Regions from separate parts of the Mus musculus genome. Here regions 2, 3, 4, 5, 6 and 7 are each linked to region 1. The links are chromatin contacts, called in public promoter capture Hi-C maps. All regions are on one chromosome and are shown on one strand. Each heading gives the region's core, a stretch centred on a gene start, on an enhancer-like site or on the middle of the called end of the contact. The rest is flanking DNA. Distances are from core to core; before and after follow the strand shown.

Region 1 (2,700 bases), core at 51-2,550:
CACAGTATTGTTCCTATTTTATTACAACCACTGAAGATAATTCAAAGCATTGTGTATGTGTATTGATACTTTGAAATCACAGACGGTATTAGATCTGTTGAGCTCAGGTAGGTGTGTTATTATTTTGCATATTTATGGCTATTTTGATGGAATTATTTCCCTTTAATCCTATGTGGATATTGATCCATTTATAAATATTATTCTGAGGCAGGACTCATAGTCTTGATTGCATGTCAAAGACATTCATTGTACATAAGAGGCCTGTTATTCTTGCTTCACAGTAGACCATGCTAATGACCTCATGTGCTTGGTGCTCTGACAGTAGAGAGGTGAAAGGTAGGGGTTTAATATAGTCTTTGAACAAGCATATCTGGAGTTCACATCATAATTATTCAGTCACTGAAGAGCACACGAATAATTCAATGTCCAAATTCTACTGGAATTCTCTCAGTTCTCTGTTTGGCATCTTGAAACAGCACTCTGAGGTATTTTTCGGCTTTGAGTTTGAACGACAGAGTTATAGCCAGGCCTGGTAGTGCAGGCCTGTCACTCTAGAGATACTGGAGACTGAAGCAATAGAAGCAGGAATCCAAGGACTGCCTATGCTACAGAGTTACAGAGTAAGTTATAGGCCAGCCTAGGCAATTTATTGAGAACTTGTTTCTAAATAAATAAATAGATGGCTGGGATGTAGGCCAGCAGGAGCATGCTTGCCTAGCATAGGCAACATCCTGGGTTTGAATTTATGCGCTATTAAAAAAAAATATATAGGGAATGGCTCAGCAGATAAAAGTGGCCGCCTTCAAGCCTGATGACTTGGGTTCCATTCCTGGGCTCCACGTGACAGAGACAACTAAGACACTCAAGTTGTCTTCTGACCTCCATTTCTACACCATGACATGTGTGCACACTCCCATACGTGCACACAACTTTTAACAATATTAAAATGTGGCACTTTAAAAATTACAGAGCTAGGTTGTTTTAGAAAACCTTTATTGTAATGATTTTCGAGCTTTTTGCTGTGGGAGATGGGGGGCGAGGCTGGGCTGGAAAGGAGAAGGAAAGAAAAAGAGGACGAAGAAAAAGCGGGGAAAAAAAAAAAAAGAAAGAAAAAAAAACAGAAGAAAAAACGAACCCGGGAAGTCATCAGAGAAGCTTTCTGAAGCCTGTTAGCAGCAGGCTGCCCTAGGTACTCCCCGCCCACTCTCCCTGGCTCCACCCTCACCCCAACCCCGCACGCCAAGGCAGCAGGGGGGCGCTCTGCCGGTCCCGCCCGCATCCCAGGAGAGGCCCCGCCCCTTCGTTAGCTCATCCACGAGCGCCACGGTCGTGCTCCACTGACGTCAGGCGTGCTGTGCGGCTGGCTGTACGGTGGTGAGTTGGTGTGCTGGGCAGAGTTGGGGAATGGTGGTCTTTGGTGCTGTTGCCTACTAGGGCGAGAGGGCGACTGAACCGGGAGAGTTGGAGGCCACCACAGCAGGTTTGTTCACGGAGGCTCCAGGAGTCCAAGGGTGGCTTTCGTGACTCTATTTAACTTGGCTAGTCCGCGAGGCACGAGTCCCAAGGGCAGACAGAAGGCCCATAGGTGGACTAATTTTGCTCCCAGATAATGTTTTGTGCATCCCGGAAATGAGGGTTGGCTTCTTTGCGGGGTGGGGAGGGGAGTAGTTTCCCCTTAGATAGAGGACTCTGGGGAGGGGAGTAGTTTCCCCTTAGATAGAGGACTCTCTTAATACCAGTCCTATAGTAGTTAGCCACGCTGTTAGGTAGCAAGCTTCACGTCATTGAACACTAAGCAGAGAGTGAGTTCCTTTTATTTCAAGTACCATGTGGTATGGTGCGTTACAGACGTGCCTGAGAAACTTTCATAGACGCATGGGTTAGTCTCTGGGAAGCCTGAAGAAGGACCTTTAAATCCAGCCCCGATAACTGGAAATTTTCCTAAAGAGAGAGATGGCATAGAGGCCTCTTGGGATTCTCTTGGTTCTGAAATTACCTGTCATGAGACATGTCTTAGTAGTAGGAACTGTGTATTTACCTACGCTTCCGTCAGCTGCTCTAAGCCTCTCTCTTCTAGCCAGAAGAACGGAGCTAGTAAGAGTGCCTACTAAACGGCGTTAAGGAAGGTTCAGTGAGCTAATCTGTATAATAGTTAAAATAGGATCTGATGCAGTACGTCCTCAAAGGTTCAGCCTGATGGAACTGCACACCCTATTTTGAGGGTAGCTTTTTAAAAGTTGACTCCCTATAAACCTTCTTACTTGTAAAATTGTCGTTTTTCTCTATTGCCAAGTGTGAGGTTCGTATGGGCAGAGAGGAGGCAGTATCACTAAGAGGGCTGGTCTTCATGCAGTTTGTGTCTCAACTTGTTTGAGCCAAATTGTCAGGAGAGCTTTCTAGTCTGGGCAAGGTCCTGTTCTTGAGTCACAAATCAGTAACAGTCACAAGTCAGCACACCTGATTAAGATCTCTTAGGCCAGGACTATTTAGAAATCATGTGTCTGTCTGAGTTTCTGTTCTTGGTAAACATTTGTTAGTCTTTGGTTTGCATATTTGAAGCAGGTAGCATGAGCCCAGATGTCTGAGCTGTATGTACGGCCTGTTAAGTGAGGATGGAACTGAGGGGCTGTGAACATGGATTAGAAGACAATTCACACTCTTATATTTGTTAATTTCTAGTTGAAATTTAGCATATTCTCC
Region 2 (2,700 bases), core at 36-2,535, 1.3 Mb after region 1:
TAAGAGTATTTGCATTGTGAAAACTATCAAATGTTTTAAATCGGTATTTATGACTTTTTCTAGTTGACTTAAGATTTAAGGATCTATGGCGATGTGTTAATGATGCAAATTAAAGGTGTAGCGTGTGCATTGCCATTCTGTCGTGACTAGCACAGCAACGCAGAAACGATCCCGAGGAACAAAGGCACTTCGTGAAAGGAGAAAGAAGACCAAAAAGCCTTGGCACGTTCAACTATACTAAATGTTGCTAGTGTACTAAATGGCAGGTCAGGTAAATGTGCATGAGTACAGTCAAAAATGAGAGAGAGAGACCTAACTGCTGATTACCAGCAGTGGAGCCGCAGAGCAAAAGACCGAGGTTGTTGAGGAATTGACAAAGTAGGCTCTGGGCTGTTATGTGGAAGCAGGGACACAGTAGCCAGAAGATGAGGCTGGACTCAAGAGGGCTTGTCTTTTTTAAATATGAGGCACTAAAACGTGAAAATATTGTTAGAGAAGGAGAGATGAAAGGCGCAGGAGAGGGTAAAGGAAACTTATGATTCAGAGCAGAACCGTTTGCTATGAGGCTTCAAACCACGTGGGAAATACTTCAATTCTAAGACCCAAGGAGCACAAGGAAACCATTGCTTAAGTCAGGACTTTACTACACCCAGGTGCGAACTGCCAATTAGGAGAGGACTACCAGCCAGTCTCAAACCAATAGCCCTGTGCTGGGATTCAGAGGGAGCCCTGCAAGTGGACACCCTTGTCCTGTGGTTTCCTCCAACTCCAAACCCGTATTCCCGTTCTCTTTACTAAATTTTATTTTTTTCAGCAAATGTGTCTTCACGATTTTGCTATTCCTCTTTACCTATACATCTTGATACTGAGGGACAAGACAGAAATCCTAAGCATGTACCCTTTAGAATGCTCCCTCCATCTCTAAATATTTTAGGGAGAAAAATCTAAAACCACATACTGCATTTAACAGGGTGGAGGAAACCCAATGCGAGAGGTGGGTTAGCAATATCCCCGAAGCTGCAGCTCCTGAGTTAGGGCGAGGCTGGAGTGGGGGTTGGTGAGGTAGAGGAAAGCTTTTCCATCACAGCAGAGCAACTGTGCCAGGAGAGGGGTTTGGGGAACAGAGCATGGAGAAGGATGGTAGCATACTAAGATCGTGAGTATTTAGCGTCTTTCAGCAGGCCAAGATCAAACCAGACACCAGAGCAGAAAGGAGCTGGGGAGGGAACATGTCCCTTGACTTGCCAATCTCTGTCGCTCTCCGCTGTTTCCTTGGTAACGACTTAGTCAGTCGGAAATGACTTAATAGCTCCTTCCCTAGCAACCTTCTTAGGCCCCGCCCCCAACCCTGACCATTCTCACTTTGATGTTTGTTCTGGTAGAAATCTCGCTCTCTTCCAGTCTCAGTGCCATAGAGGCAGAGGACTTGAGAAAGGAACTCAGAGAGATCTCGGGCATGTGACGGGCCTTGCTGAAGGCCTAAGTAACATGAGGTCTCAGACTAACGCTATTTCTAAATTTAAGCTCCTTAGCCTGACACGGGTTTTAAATAGAGGACTTCACAGAACCCGAAAGCACACTGCATATTTAATGCATGCTTTATTGACTTGAATGTTGAATATCCTGCACGCCGACATTACCTCAATGTCAGAGTGTAACAATGTAAAATGAAGAGTATTCAGACCTGCCCAGTTCTATGTTCTTGCATGGAACATAATTTGTGAGGAAGATGAACTTCTAGGAAAATATTTTCCTTACATACTAAATGCATTTTTACGGGGGGTGGGGGCGGAATCTCTGTAGGAAATTCGGTGACAAAGTGAATGTCAAGACCTTCAAAATTATCACAGTTTCCATAAACAGGGCCTTGGGCTTTGGTTCTCCTTCAAGACACTGTGGCCATGCGTAGAGAGAATACTTGTGTGTTGTATGGATGCATCACCTGTCAATTAAAAAGTCTGTGGCCTATGGCTTAGGCAGGAAATGGGAGGTGGAACATCCAGGAGGCAGAAAGGATTCTGGGATAGAGTCCCAAGGGAGAATAGCCCGGGAAGATGTGAGGAGACCGACTCATGGTGCCTGAGCATTGATAGCCAGCCATGTGGCAAAATGTAGGTTAAAATAATGGGTTTATGTCGATTATGTAAGTTATGATCTAGTCAGAGAAAACCCTGGCTTTATGGCCAAGGTATTTGTAAATATATTTTGAGTCTAAGTCTTATTCCTGGGAGCATGAAGCTGGGAGTCAGAACCAGCCACGTGTTAGCACACAGATAGGAGTAAATTTTTTTTTTTTCGAGACAGGGTTTCTCTGTGTAGTTTTGGCTGCCCTGGAACTCACTTTGTAAAAAAAAAAAAAAAAAAAAAAAAAAAAAAAAAAAAGGATTAATTTTCTTGTTTTTGTTTAAATTTTTTTTCCATAAGGGTTTTTTTTTTTTTTTTCCAAGGCAGGGTTTCTCCATGTAGTCCTGGCTGTCTTGGAACTGCAAGGGGAATTGGGGGCAGGGCACAGACCCTCTCCAGCGTTGCAGACTGGGTGTTTTAGGCAAGGGATTGTGGGCTGTGGTTAGGACTTTCCCTCAATCAGCCACAGTCGAGATTTTAACATGTCTTAAAATTTGGGATTATAGTCAGGCATGGTGGCACATGCCTTTAATCCCAGGCAGAGGCAGGCCAATTTCTGAGTTCGAGGGCAGCCTG
Region 3 (2,700 bases), core at 73-2,572, 1.5 Mb after region 1:
GAGAAACCCTGTCTCGAAAAACAAAACAAAACAAAACAAAAAAAGTGTAGTGATGGAAAATATGAAAAAAAATCTTGGTTTAACTTATAGCTATAGTCATAGTCGTGGAAATAAACATTTACTTAACTTAAAAATCATTATAGCTGGGCAGTGGTGGCACACGCCTTTAATCCCAGCACTTGGGAGGCAGAGGTAGGTGGATTTCTGAGTTCGAGGCCAGCCTGGTCTACAGAGTGAGTTCCAGAACAGCCAGTGCTACACAGAGAAACCCTGTCTTGAAAAAAAAAATCACTATAAAATATACAATGTGAATATTCAGTTAAGGCCACCCAGTTGTTAAAACTGAGAGTAAATGTGATGGTTTGAATAAGAATGATTTCCATAGGCTCATATATTTGGAGTCACAGTTTCAAAACTTTGGAGTTTCAAAAGTCCATGCCAGGCACAGTGTCGCTGTTCATGCGTGCGTACGTGCGTGTGCGTGCGCACGCAGGTGTGTGTGTGTGTGTCTGTGTGTCTGTGTCCTGCCTATGGATCAGGATGCAGCTCTTAGGTACTGCTCCAGTGCCCACCTGGATGCTGGCATGCCTTCCCTGTCATGATGATAATGGACTAAACCTGTGAAACTGTAAGCCAGCCCAGTTAAATGATGCTTCTTTCTATAAAAGTTGCCTTGGTCATGGTGTCTCTTCACAGTAATAGTTCAGTGACTAACACAGTAATCATCTCAGGGTTTGGTTTTTGTTTTGTTTTGTTTTGTTTGTTTTTGACACTTTGTAAGATAAATGGTGATTGATGTTTAGGATGCTCTCCAGAGGCATCTTTACGATGTCTATGTGTAAGTGTATTTTTCTGTATTATGTAACTTTTTGTTAATTGAAAAGTTTGCTTTAAAGCATTTTGAGTCAACACGGTGGCATTTAACTGAAATTAGAGTATTCAGGAGGCAGGTGAATTCTTATAAATTTGAGGCCAGTCTGATCTACAAAGTAACTACGACCTACATACTCTATAACGTATAGCAGTGTACTCGCGAATGTTGGGCACACTTGAATCCAGAGTAAATGAAAAGCAGTACTTTACGCTGAGTATGACTTCACCATACTAGCAATAAGCAGTGTACTTGCGCTGTTTCCGGAAGCCCCAAGCACTCTCGGAAGCAGTGGAGCACGCCCAGTTCCTCCGTGCACGCTTTCCCCTGGCGTCTTAAGATCGCCCCGCCCAGCGGAAGCCAAATCACCAATCATCGTCCGCGCATTGCCTGTCGTCATTAATGTGTGCCCACTCTCCCCAGCTTGGGGGCGGGTTCCCGGACTTGCGCGTGCGCCCCTGCGCCTTCTCCACACGCTGGTTTCGCGTCTTCCGTGCTGTGCCTTGAGGAGCGAGGAGGCTCCCGTGTAGCGGCGTCGTGGGTCCTGGCAGCCCCCGCCATGGGCAAAACGGTTGCTTCTCTGGGTCAGGGAACCCGACCCGACCCGGTGCGGAGCTTTAATCGCTGGAAGAAAAAACACAGCCACAGGCAGCACCAAAAGAAGGAGCGGAGGAAGCAGCTAAAGAAGCCGGAATGGCAGGTCGAGCGCGAGGGGATCAGCCGCCTCATGCAAAACTACGAGAAGGTGAGGTGGGCTCGGGGCACGTTCGGCGGGGCTCTGGGGAGCGAGGGTGGGTGCAGCCCGGAGGTGTTGCCGCTGTGGTGGACTTAGGGTCAGGGTGGTGTGGGAAAGGGGCGGACCCGGCCAACGGGGCCTCACTAGTGGTCTGTTGGGTGTCGCTACCCAGGTCTGACTCTTCTACTTTCCGCAGTGCTGGGAAAAGTGATAGAAATGCGGTGACACTCCGGGTAGGGACATGTGGTGCAGCAGTGGTGACAGAACAGAGAGGCAATAGTGACCGCTGTGGAAAGAACCTAGCGGATGGAGTGAGAGCCTTCAGTAGAGTGCTAGCCCAACACGCAGGAAGTCCTGGGTTCAATCCCCAGCTCCACATAAACCGGGCACATATTGAGCACTAAGGAGGTGGAGGCAGGGGGATCAGAGGTGCAAAGTCATCCAAGGCTTTATAGCAAGTTCGAGGTCAGTCAGTGATACGTGAAACTTGGTCTCAAAAATGAAATAAATAAGCTAAAATCTGGAGTGATGTAAGAAAACGCTGTTGTTCGTGGGAAATGTTTAAAATAATAGAAATATCTTTAAGTACTCTCCATGTTTTATATTCTTTGCCCCTATCTTGAGGTGTGGATGGATCCTAGTAGTCCATTTAACGGATAAGAACTGTAGAGTTTGGAGAGGATAAGAAACTGGCCCTAATTTCCCACATCTAGTAGTGTGGAATTGGAACCTAGACCTGTGTCTGTTTCCACAGCTCTCGATCTTTAAGTTGGGAATTGGCTCTGTCCCTTAGCATCATCTTTTGTTCTTTGTCTCATTGTCTTCATGGTTTTCACCAAGAATCAGTGGAAAGACAATGGAATGTGTTTGCCTCTTCCTGACATCAGCATCTTGTAGCCAGTGTTCCTAGATGAGTAGTCTCATAGTTAACACTTAGACAAGCTGGCGTGTTTTCCTGCCCTAGGTGTCTGCCCCTTAGGAATGTTACTTCTATCCATCCTCTTAAAACCCATATTTTCCAGCATTCATCTACCTTTCTCACCTTTCCAGTGAATGCCACCTTTCTAGTTTGGGATTTAATAGGTAGAATCAT
Region 4 (2,700 bases), core at 100-2,599, 1.4 Mb after region 1:
AAGTGGCATATACAAACACACACATATCCGAATAATCTTTGCAGAACATTTTATTTGGGGAAAAAGATTTTTAAAATGGGGGGGGGGGATCCTTACTCTCCTGCTGTAACCACATGAGTGCTTATCTGGGTTCATTTATTTATTACAGAACTGCAGATACACCATAACACGGTTTGAATCTGAACCATGTTCCACAGACTCCTGTTCTCAACACTTGATCCTCGCGCTCTCTGCTTTTGCGCGGCTGCAAGCCAGTCTAGAAACCCCTCTCAGCCTCCAAACCCGCACTCCTGAAGCTTCCCAGACTCCCTTGGACCTATTGGCAGTTCTTTAATGTTTACACCAGGCTGCAGAAATCCAATTGCAGCAACTGTGCTTTGCCCTGATAGGCAGGTTGCTTATTATCTATTTTCTCAGCAGAGTCTTAAGTTTTCGATAGGCAGACATTGCCATCCTCTTTTTTACTCCAGGATTACCATATACACGTGACTTCTAAGTACGTGAAATTCCCGTTTGCTCGGTGGAGGACGCCAAGGAGTTCTCTGCCTCTTTGCAGGCAAAACAGGACGCCAGATGGGAGCAGCCTTACATTTAGACACAAATTAGCAAATCCTGACTGGCAACAAGTTGAAACCAGCTGGACAAGTCCAGAGAAGCAATCAGATGTGGGAGGAGGGCCCTGCTGAGATTCAAGACAAGCGCCTCCCTTCTCCGGTTCTAGGAAGTTTCCCTGCTTCGCGTGGTCTGCACTGCGGGCCTAAGAAGAGTGGGCTGCTGAGGGAGGGAGGAAGGCGCGCCCTGCAGGCCAGGAAGGGCCATCTGCATCACGTGATGGCACCACTGCGCTCCGTGGGACCCCACAGGCGCCGTTTACTCTACTTACCCTTACATCTGTCACCGGGCGGGACCTGTGGCCCAGCCTTTGGAGTTAGTCACCCAACGGTCCTGAGTGGCACCTCCCGCCCCCGTGGGTGTCAGGGAGGAGGGAAGGGACGCCGATGGGAGGGGAGAGAAGACGACACCCGCAGTGGGGAGATGGCCACGTGTGGGGACAGGGACGCGCGGGGACGGCAACGGGCGCTGACCTGGCGGCGAGCTAGTGAAGTTCCGGCCGTCCGAGTCCACCGACTGCAGGAAGAAGTAGCGCACGGGCAGGACGGCGGCGGCCTGCAACCCAGGGCCCCACGCCAGGCTCCGCGGTGCGCTCACGCGCGCCCCGGCCCCCGCCGCCACCAGCAGGGCGAGCTGCAGCCCCAGCGGCAGGGCCTGCATGGTCGCCGGCTCTCAGCTCCGCTGGCCAGGGAGGAGCTGGAGCGCCGGGCCGAGGGGACACCCGAGGGCGGGCCTCTGGCTAGAGCCGCCCCGGGCGGGCCGGGCGCGCGCCCGGACCCCGACTGGCTCGTGTACCGCGCCCAGGCCTTACGCTCCTAGTCATCCCTACACTAGTTGCCTGAGTTTGCCAGTCTGGAGAAAGGCAGGGTGTGCTTGTTTTAAAATTGTTACCTCTTTTCTTTTTCTTCTTCTTGTTCTTCCTTTTCTTGTTCTTCCTTCTTTTCTTCTTCTTCTTCTTCTTCTTCTTCTTCTTCTTCTTCTTCTTCTTCTTCTTCTTCTCCTTCTCCTTCTCCTTCTCCTTCTCCTTCTCCTTCTCCTTCTCCTTCTCCTTCTCCTTCTCCTTCTCCTTCTCCTTCTCCTTCTCCTTCTCCTTCTCCTTCTCCTTCTCCTTCTCCTTCTCCTTCTCCTCCTCCTCCTCCTCCTCCTCCTCCTCCTCCTCCTCCTCCCCCTTTTCTTCTTCTATATTTTATTGTTTCTCCTTTTGAGAAGGAAGTCTCCCTCTGTATCTCAGGCTGGTTTTGAACTGATGACAATCCTTCCACCCCAGCCTCCTCCAGTAGAGGGAAATTAAAGGTGTGTAAGCCAAGCCACCTTGCCTTGTGGAGAAAACTGGTTGAGTTGGGGTTTTCCCTATGTATCTCCTACTGCCTTGGAACTCTCTATATATGTATATAGACTGGCTGATCTTTAACTCACTGTCATCCACCTGCCTCTGTGTCCCAGGTATTGGGATCAAAGGTGTGCACTACACCCAGACAGAAAAGGGTTGGAAACATGGCTTATTATAAATGCACATCAGGGTTTGGTTTCCAGTGCCACAGTGGAACAAGAGGAATAGCTTCCCTGTGAGGAATTCCCCTAGTCTTTGTTCACACACCGGCCCACCTGTTCCGTATATTTGTGATTGGCAGCCTACTACCCTGAAGTCCCTTATCTTTCGGTGTTTCCTGTGTAGGGCACTTGGGCAGCAGAAGGCAGGGTCTGGGCAAGCGTCTCAGTAGAGTTGGGCACCTATCCTTCCCTGCCCACTATGCCCTGGGCACCCCACTCCTGAGCATCAAGAGCCGGGAAGAACAGCCCCACAGCCCCCGTTTGTTCACTCTTGCTAATTATTTTTTCTTTTTATCTGAGTTTTAGGAACTAATTATTCTTCCCAGGATGAGAAATCTGGAAGAATTCATCCTGCAGAATGGGCAGAGATCTTCCTGGTAGATCTCAACCCAGAGCTTATCAGAACCAGGCCCCAGGCTTTAATTGGGCTCCTGAGCATTTTGAGCTCCGGCCCAGGTCACCAACCCAATTACCAATCATAGGCGAGTATAGAGGCCAGCAGGAAGAAATCGGCAGATGCCCATATGCACTCTACAG
Region 5 (2,700 bases), core at 24-2,523, 1.7 Mb before region 1:
CACAGAAACAAAATACATAAATTCTGATCGTGGCCTGGTGATTATCATAATTTGGGGAAATAACCGAACTTGTGACGTGAAAATACAACCCCAAGGCTGTAGGAACTCTCTCTGAGAATGGCACAAACCAACACCTTTTCTGGCTCTCATCAACACGGGAAGTGGCTTGGACACCCCCCAAACATCATCCTACCCCCACAGGAAGTGAGTTACAGTTCCCCCTCCCCTATGACAGCATGTCTCCCTTCCCCCAACCGGAAGTGAGGCGCCCCCATTCAGTGGGCCTTAAACCAAGACAAACCAATAACAGCAGCAGCAAAAGAAGGATGATCTTCAAAGGGGGAAGGACATCTCGACTGTTGCCACCCCCATGCTCGTCTTGCTTACTAACCTGCTGACGGCAGGAGCAGGCAGGGGCCTGGGGACTAATGAAAGTCCCTTGCACAGAGGACAATTCCCTCAGCCCCTCGCAATCGCCTTCACTCTTCACTCCGTCGTCTCACAGCTTGACAGAAATTCCTCCGCAGTACTTTATTTTGGTGTCTTTTCTTACTCTTTACCTAATCACTTAGTCACCTCCAGATAGGTAACTTCTTTTAACGTGGTAATACTGAGAATTGTTCCGTTGAGGAGAGACGTGAAATGTTATACCCGATACTTTCAGAGAAATGAAGGGATTATTTTGCCCAATGCGGCGAAGGACTACGTGACCACGCAAGGTGAGACACACTTTCGCGAAGGTTCTTGGGAAATGTAGTTTTCATTTTCATTGCTAAGGCTCTCAAAAAATAGTGGGACTTAAATTTTAATTACTGTATACTGGACTCTTAGAGGATAGTTATTCTGTACTAGACGAATGGCTGACTTAAGGTGATTCGGCCCCGAAAAAAATCCAAATCTGCGCTGTTTCTTTCCACTGGCGTTTAATTGAACCCAAATTCCCCGTCACATGGACTCAAGGTCCCTGCCGCCCCGCCCCCTGGCTTTGGCTCCACCCCTCAGCCAATCAGACTTTCTCTAGCTCGTGTTCTCCGGATATTGGCACTCAGGGAGGCGTGGCCTCTTGTCAACTCCTCCCATGGGGCTGAGAGTAGAGCTCGGAGACCGCCGAGGTTTGGTGCGGGCACGCGCGGGCGAGCGCGCGCGGTCTGAAGAAGTGAAGCGGCAAGGGTGCGCGCGGCGGGGCGGCGTGCAGGGTTGGGAGGAGCGAGCGGACTGGTGGGCTGGGCGGACGGAGAGCGGCCGGGAGCGCGCTGTGGACTCCGCGGCCGCGAGTAGTTAGTTAGTTGTGTCAGTTGCTCGGTGGAGGCGGCCGCGATCACCAGAAAGGGGACGGGACAGGAGGCAATGCTGAATATCGCAACGGCTTGTGCTCCCCTCAGGTAACGGGGGCAGGGTTGCCCACGTACCCTCCGGTCCCTTTCCCACACGCGCTGGCTTATGGGGCCAGGGTCGCCGAGAGGTGAGGACGCGGACCTAGGGGGGATCGGGACTGGGTGGCGCCGCAGGGGCTCGGCAGCCCGTGCGTCCTGCGGGGCGCGGGCTGCAGTGCCCCGGCCACCCACGCGCCCCGCGGGCGCCGCGAGCCCTCTCATGCCCCCCACCGGCCCAGGCCTCGTTACCCTGGCTGCGATGGTCCCGGGAGCGCGGCGCCCCCCAGAGGAGGGAAAGTTGGAACCTGGCGGCTAGGGACTTCCCGGGGCTGGGCTGCGAGGCTCCAGGGGAAAGTGAAGCCTTAGAGGAGCTGGAGATGTGGAGGCTGGGGCAAGAAGGGCTTCTGCCTAGTCTGTATGGTCGCCTCACTCCCAGACTTTGGAGGATCAGGCTCAGCCTTGCCTCAGCAGTCAGGACGGAACCGGTGGCTCTGTGCCTGCTCACTTTACGCTCTGGCCAGGGAGCCCCTAATGTGCGCAGGCTTCCTAGGTTGCTTAGGGGTTTGGGATTTTGAGAGGCTGGGTTAGACATTTGTTTTTCTTTGCCCTTTGGCTTATGGGTTCTTGCCAATTTCCTTTCCTCCTTCGAAGAGGACTACCCATCTGAATTGGGTCCCCTTCTCGTTATCCCCCATCTTATGCTCCATTTGTTGGAGAGCTTGATTTTGTTCTTGGACTTCATTAAGGACTGCTGAGAGCAATATCAAAGAGTAGTCCGCCCTCCAGTCCCCCTCCCCCAGGCCCCATGTCTGCAGTCCAGTTTTTAAGGACCCAAATTGAGGAACCAGAGCTGTGGAATGGAGTTATTGGATGGCTGGTGTTGAAGGATAGAGATGAGTTAGAGGAAAACTATGATTTCATCTTTATTGGCCTTACTATAGAAAACCCAGTACATTTTTCTTTGCCTCTGTTGAATGTGGTAAGAGTACACTCTCAATTAAATACTTGGTGACTTACATAAAAGACTATTTTTAAGCCACTGGATGATGTGCATGAACTGCTTTTTCACCTGAGTCGGAATTGCTTTGAGTATTCTGTTTGGTGGCCTATCTGTTGACTTGATCTTTTTCTTTCTTTCTCTTTCTTTTCTTTCTTTCTCTTTTTTTTTTTCAGCCACACTGTCCTCCCTTTATCTACCTTGGCAAATTAAGTATGTAGTCAAGAGAACACATATTGCTCTCTGCAAAGAGGAAAAAAAAAAAAAAACCCAGAAAGCCCAAACTTGAATTATCCACAAGGGTAAAACTTTCCATGAGCAATCTTGGAT
Region 6 (2,700 bases), core at 180-2,679, 1.4 Mb before region 1:
CCTGTTCATAACTCCTCACCTTTTGCTCTCAAGTAAGTCTTATATTAGTGAGCATTGGTGTACCCAGGTTTGTCACTGGGACCTGGGGAGGAGGGGTGGATGTTATTTATATCTCTCCCTGAGAATGGATTTAGCTGCACCTGTCACTCAGTACAGTGTTCTAGGTCTGACCCAACCATCGCGTCTCATGTCTGCTTGCCTCTTTGCTCATGGTATATCTACCCTCTTCTACTGGAATGAAAACCCCACATGGGCAAGCATTGTCTTCTTCCTCATGGTGGAATGCCATCACCTAGAATAGGTGCAGAGTGAGGTCTTGGGAACATGAGTGGGTCTTTGATAACATGGACATTGCTTGATACAGATGAATAGGATGCTGAGGTGCTTGGGTATTTCTGTGAATGCCCAGGGAAGATGATGAACCAGGGAGGCTACAGGAAAAAGAGATGTTTGAGGACAGGTAAAGAGGTCCCGAGTAAGGGAGAGTGCAGGACAGTGGCAGAAGTACTGTGTGTGGCTGAGGTGGCTTCTGCATTAGATCACTCTTCTATGTGTGGCTGCAGGCAAGTTTGGCATCCTTTCTAACCCTTAATTACCCTACCAGTAAAATTAGTCTGACAGTCATCTGAAGCTGGGGGAGGGGTAGTGGCATGAATGAACTAATAGTTAAAAGAAGCTAATATGCATGCAGCCAGCAGAGCGGAGGTCACATTGCCACCAAAGCTGATGACCTGGGACCCACAGGGTGGAAGTAAAGAACTGACTCCCAAAGTTGTCTTCTGACCTTTACTTCTGTGCTGTGGGATGTTTGTGGGTGCACACGCACATGCTCACACAGACACACACACACAGACACACACTCCGTTTTTATTTTTAAGGTGCTAATTGCTACCATTCATTTAAGATTACAGGAAAGAGCGCACATGTCAACATGTATGAAGATGTATCTGTAATTGCAAATCTCAGTCCAAAGAATAGAGCTGAAAGGGTGGCTGCCTTGCCCAACCATCTCTGCTTTGCTAGTGCGCCAGTGTTTTCTCCTTTCCTGATGATTTTTTTTTATCAGAGCTAGCAGAGCTTCTGGCATACTAAATTCTTCATAATCGTGTGTTGATGTCCACCGTATTTCTTCCCAACTTATATGGGGTGCTGCTTAGGTATCATGCAGTCACGAAAATCCTCATGTGAGGTGGGTCTTTCTAGGGAAGAGTAGTTAACAGAACAGAATTCTGTGGTCTTCCAGTCATTTGGTCTTGTAAAAGTAACTCAATAAGACGGGGAACGTGTTTGTCCCACTAGAAATTCCCCAGAAGAGGATTCTACACTCAAGGACGGTCAGAGGCCAGAAGAAAAGGCGCGGAGGCGTCGGCTCCTTTAAGAGGCGAGGCCACCTCGTTCTCCGCGGCGCTGATTGGCAGAAGCGGCCGCAGACGCGGGACTTAGTTGCCTGGGAACGGCCTAGGGGGCCTGCGGCGGGCTGCACGCAGCTGCGAGGTGCTTGCTGGGGCGGCGCGGGGGTCTGCGGGAACGCGGCTCGGGCCCAGCAGTTCTCAGCAGAGCCGCCGGCGCCATTGCCTTCTCGCTCGGTGAGCGCCGCTCCGCTCGCCCAGCCGGGCCTCCGCCGGCCGCCGGCACCATGGGCCAATGCGGCATCACCTCCTCTAAGACCGTGCTGGTCTTCCTCAACCTCATCTTCTGGGTGAGCTGGCGGGGAGACCGGACAGGGGAGGCCTCTGTGCGGCGCGTGGGGACCAGGCGGGCGCGGGAGCCGGCCGAGGGGTCGCCCGGGCCCTGCGGCCTCGGAGCTCTTGGTGAGGTCCTTCCAGGGCCCAGCAGAGGCCAGGACGGTGCCGACCGGAGGTCCCGGGGGGCCTCCGGTCCGCTGGCACGGTGCCAGGGTTACGCGGGTCGCCGCGGCGTGAGCCTGCGGGTCGCTCTGTTCTCAGGGCTGAGTCTGTCGGGACGCCAGGCCCGAAATGGGATACTCCCCTGTGAGTCGGGTCCGCTGTCTTTGTCTGAGTCCTCGCAGAGCCAGCGGCTGTCCCCAGGTCATGTAGCAGCTACGTGGGGACGCCTGTCGAGTCCCGGGCCAGGAATTTCGGCTTAGAGCTCTTTGTATAGAGTTGGTTGGCTGGTAAGCAGCCCAGAAAACGGAAAGGATTCAGCGTGAAACAGCAGAGCATTTCTTTGATCAAGAAAATCGCTGTTGTGGGGATGGGTAGCCTGAGGTTATAAACCCTTTTAAATGTATCAGCTGCCAGGAGATTTTTAAAGCAACCAATTCACTTCTATAAAAGGTTGCTCTTTGGAGGGGCTCGGGAAACCTGGCCCCAGAGAAAGTGCTTATAACCGACCTGTCTTGAGTCAGGTCATTATCTCACCTGGGACTTTTTACTAACCTGTTGTTCTTTGGCCCTCTCCTCCGTCTTGAATCCTTCTGGACTTTGCACCAGGAAAAAAAACTATCAAAAATGTCGTCTATCACATCTTTTTTTGTTTCTTAAAAAAAAAAAAAAGAACAGCTTAATATTAGAACAGTTCAACCTTTTTACTTTGGTACTCTTACTTAAAGTCTGGTAGTGTACTGCAGTATGACCCACACACTACTGTTGGGTGTTTTCTGATAAATTATTAATTATGGGCACACTACTGGTGATTTGGGACCCAACTGACCCTCAGGTTCTCAGGCTGGGATCAAGT
Region 7 (2,700 bases), core at 173-2,672, 1.2 Mb before region 1:
AATCACTATCTTTTCTATTTGGTTTTGGGGAGAGTTGTTGACTGGTTTGTTGGGATTGTCACACTGTATTCCATGGCCTTGGTTTCTGGTAATACTGCCACAGAGACAAAGCCTTCAATATTTGGGCCTTTGGGGAACATTAAAAATTCAAACTACTGCAGGTGGGGATTTGCAGTAAAGAAATCACTAGTGACTTTAGAAAAGAATCGGAAGAAACCAAACTGCAGTAAGTCCAGACCTGAAGAGGAACTGAAGTAGTGGAGATATCTTGCAAATTGCAAAGTACAAAGGGCAGGCTATGAGGGGGAATGAAAACATGTTGAAGTGAGGGCTGGTGGTTGGGAGATTTGAAGTGGAAAGAGATTGAAGTTGTTTAAATGCTCATGAGAATAAGAGAAGATAGTAAACCAGAGAAACAAGACCCTGACCGCCATTTATATTGCACTAATTCTTCCTATCTCCACTTACTTTATTACCAATAGTGCTTATCATATAACTTACAATTTTTATTATTTGTGTTTCCTCCGAGCTCAAGAACAAACATTTCCTCCCTCCAGGATTTCTTTTGGGGGAGGACCTATTTTGTTCATTTATGACTCTAAGCAAGCTAGTAGAGCTAATGTGGCAGGTCCTTCATAACTGTTTGTCAAACAACTGAACGAATGGGTTTTCTAAGAAACCAAGAGGCGGAAGGACCTAGAAGGAGCCTCTAATACAGCGTGCACCTGCTTCCATAACTCTTACCCTCTTAAGGGTGAGGCAGATGTCAGTGACCCGTTAGCTTCCCACCTGTTGTAAGAAGTGTGAGCCAAGTTAGAATCTCAGAGTCATCTGGACGAAAAGCTGCAGAAAATACTCCTTGATATTGTACTGTGACGGGCATAGATTGTTTTCCATTTAGTTCACAACTGTGGTTTAAATACCTACACATAATCATCTTGCACTTATTGTTGTCTTTGAAATAGCTTAAGCCTACCTTTTAGGTTTTTGTAGTTGGATCCTTCCAAGCCTGGCACCGACATTTGAAACAAGCCTTTAAGTGGAGACTAAGCTCCGCTTGGCTAAGTCCCAGGTGCTTTAGTGAAAGATTGTCACACACATTTCTTGAGGTCTTTAATCGGTGGGCTGTGGTGGTAAGACACGCCGGAAGAAAGCTGAATCCGAGAAAGGGGCCAGTGTGGACAAAGCTGAGGTAGACCGTCAGTCCAAGAAAGAGAACAGCACTGAAGAAAAAGACGTTCGTCGGTACAGAGGAAACTCTTACCTTTCTACTTGAGCGCGCAAGAAGTGAGCCTAGCTGCGCCTGCGCGAATGGCCCAGGACGGCCTAGGGGGAGTGGCTGGGCTTCGGCTGGCGTCACGTGGTGCGCCGTCCATCCGCCCCGCCCGGTCCTCCGCGGCCGCCCCGCCCCACCCCGCCCCTTTCCCGCCGGGACGCTGGGAGCCGCCCCAAAGTAAGCTAAGCCTCCCGGGTAAGTGTCCGCGAGGGGCGCGCGTCGCCTCGACCCGGACGGGCCCAGGAGGGGCGCGGGCAACCTGTGTTGTGGGGCTGAGGGGACAAGATGGCGGCGGAAACCCTTCCACCTCCTCCCTCACCTGGGCGTGTGACCGGGGGAGGGGAGCCGCGAGGTGGACTGAGGAGGCCGGGCCAGGGTGGGGAGGGTCGAGCTGGCCCCGGGGCAGTGAGGGTCGTGGGACTGGGACAGACCTCAGGCCGGGCCGGGGTTAGGGTCGGGGCAGAAGACTGTCTCTAGGGGGTAGCCGAGCCTACTGGAATGTCCCTACTGCACGAGTGAGGGGTCCTCAGAAGCTGCTGCTTGCCTGCATTTGGCAGTTAATCACTTTCAGCATCTTTCCCTCCAGGGCTTTACCACACTTTCCATGAACCTAGATTCAGGCATTAGCTATCTCAGGGAAGCATGGAGGTAAAAAAAAAAAAAAAAAAAAAAAAAATTTTTTTTCTTCCCATTTTACAAATGTTTACTTGAGGCCTCAGGTGCAAACCGAAGGCCTCTCTCACCTGAGAGCCTCCTACCTCAGCGTCCTTGCCTCTGTACTTTATTAGCACTCCCCTCTGCTCAGATTTGCAGTCCTGCACACAGAAGCAGGTTAGAGTCAGTAACTGACTCCAGAGAGTTTGGGGCTTGTTAGAAAGCAGCCAGAAAATTGCTCCCCAAGCAGCACCTGCTGCTGTCCCAAAGGCTCCCTCTAAGGAGGTCTCACTACCCCATGGGCTGCCTCCTGCTGCTGGTGGACTGTATTTCTCACGTGTGTCGCGTTATTGTCTGTGGAATAGCAATTTGCTACAATCATCTTCCTGAACAGAAAATAATTCCCGGCTGCAATTTACAGATTTATTTCATCCACATCACATGGGAGAAGAGTGAGATAGATGCTGTGGACGTTTATAAATGGGAAACTTGAGGCTCAAAGAGATGATTGCTTAGCCTGATCACTTGCTGGTAATGTGGCAGATTTCTGATTTAAGATAGAAAAATAAGCACAGCACTAACCCACCCTGTCCTATGTAGGTGCTTTGAATTGGTAAATTTTTTTTCCTGTTAAGCATGACTTTCTGCAAGATGCTTGCAGATTGATTTACAACAAATACACCAAAATGACTTGAGAATGTCCATTGACATCCAAATATCTTTAGTACAAGAGCCATTTTAAAATGTCATGTGGGAAATTATGTTGGTGG

Evidence for each region. Promoter capture Hi-C pulls out the DNA fragments that hold promoters and counts their contacts.
Region 2: a contact with region 1 is called in a promoter capture Hi-C map of liver, with 4 times the contacts expected there. The contact joins the promoter of 4930550C14Rik here to the promoter of Wdr61 in region 1. A contact is called at or near these places in 3 of 39 promoter capture datasets (liver and pre-B cells).
Region 3: a promoter capture Hi-C map of erythroid cells shows a contact between it and region 1, with 12 times the contacts expected there. The contact joins the promoter of Ddx10 here to the promoter of Wdr61 in region 1. A contact is called at or near these places in 2 of 39 promoter capture datasets (erythroid cells and pre-B cells).
Region 4: a promoter capture Hi-C map of liver shows a contact between it and region 1, with 6 times the contacts expected there. The contact joins the promoter of Poglut3 here to the promoter of Wdr61 in region 1. A contact is called at or near these places in 2 of 39 promoter capture datasets (liver and pre-B cells).
Region 5: a promoter capture Hi-C map of pre-B cells shows a contact between it and region 1, with 5 times the contacts expected there. The contact joins the promoter of Peak1 here to the promoter of Wdr61 in region 1. A contact is called at or near these places in 5 of 39 promoter capture datasets (erythroid cells, hippocampal neurons, liver and 1 more).
Region 6: a contact with region 1 is called in a promoter capture Hi-C map of pre-B cells, with 5 times the contacts expected there. The contact joins the promoter of Tspan3 here to the promoter of Wdr61 in region 1. A contact is called at or near these places in 2 of 39 promoter capture datasets (hippocampal neurons and pre-B cells).
Region 7: a promoter capture Hi-C map of erythroid cells shows a contact between it and region 1, with 25 times the contacts expected there. The contact joins the promoter of Scaper here to the promoter of Wdr61 in region 1. A contact is called at or near these places in 1 of 39 promoter capture datasets (erythroid cells), 1 of 484 Hi-C or Micro-C datasets (CD4 T cells) and 1 of 115 datasets of contacts at active chromatin or transcription factors (astrocytes).

Annotation. Positions count from the first base shown.
Region 1 is chr9:54,733,149-54,735,848 of GRCm38.p6, reverse strand. Wdr61 (WD repeat domain 61) reads left to right here and starts at 1,300. Exons shown (of 11, transcript NM_023191.3): 1 at 1,300-1,374.
Region 2 is chr9:53,403,871-53,406,570 of GRCm38.p6, reverse strand. It overlaps 4930550C14Rik (RIKEN cDNA 4930550C14 gene), which reads right to left and starts at 1,285. Exons shown (of 9, transcript NM_001376944.1): 1 at 959-1,285.
Region 3 is chr9:53,246,734-53,249,433 of GRCm38.p6, reverse strand. Ddx10 (DEAD box helicase 10) reads left to right here and starts at 1,322. Exons shown (of 18, transcript NM_029936.2): 1 at 1,322-1,616. The coding sequence starts at 1,431.
Region 4 is chr9:53,382,672-53,385,371 of GRCm38.p6, reverse strand. Poglut3 (protein O-glucosyltransferase 3) reads right to left here and starts at 1,349. Exons shown (of 8, transcript NM_212445.2): 1 at 1,086-1,349. The coding sequence starts at 1,272.
Region 5 is chr9:56,416,623-56,419,322 of GRCm38.p6, reverse strand. Peak1 (pseudopodium-enriched atypical kinase 1) reads left to right here and starts at 1,273. Exons shown (of 7, transcript NM_172924.3): 1 at 1,273-1,382. It overlaps Hmg20a (high mobility group 20A), which reads right to left and starts at 704. Exons shown (of 10, transcript NM_025812.3): 1 at 392-704.
Region 6 is chr9:56,159,799-56,162,498 of GRCm38.p6, reverse strand. Tspan3 (tetraspanin 3) reads left to right here and starts at 1,429. Exons shown (of 7, transcript NM_019793.3): 1 at 1,429-1,699. The coding sequence starts at 1,637.
Region 7 is chr9:55,936,841-55,939,540 of GRCm38.p6, reverse strand. Scaper (S phase cyclin A-associated protein in the ER) reads left to right here and starts at 1,422. Exons shown (of 33, transcript NM_001357652.1): 1 at 1,422-1,471.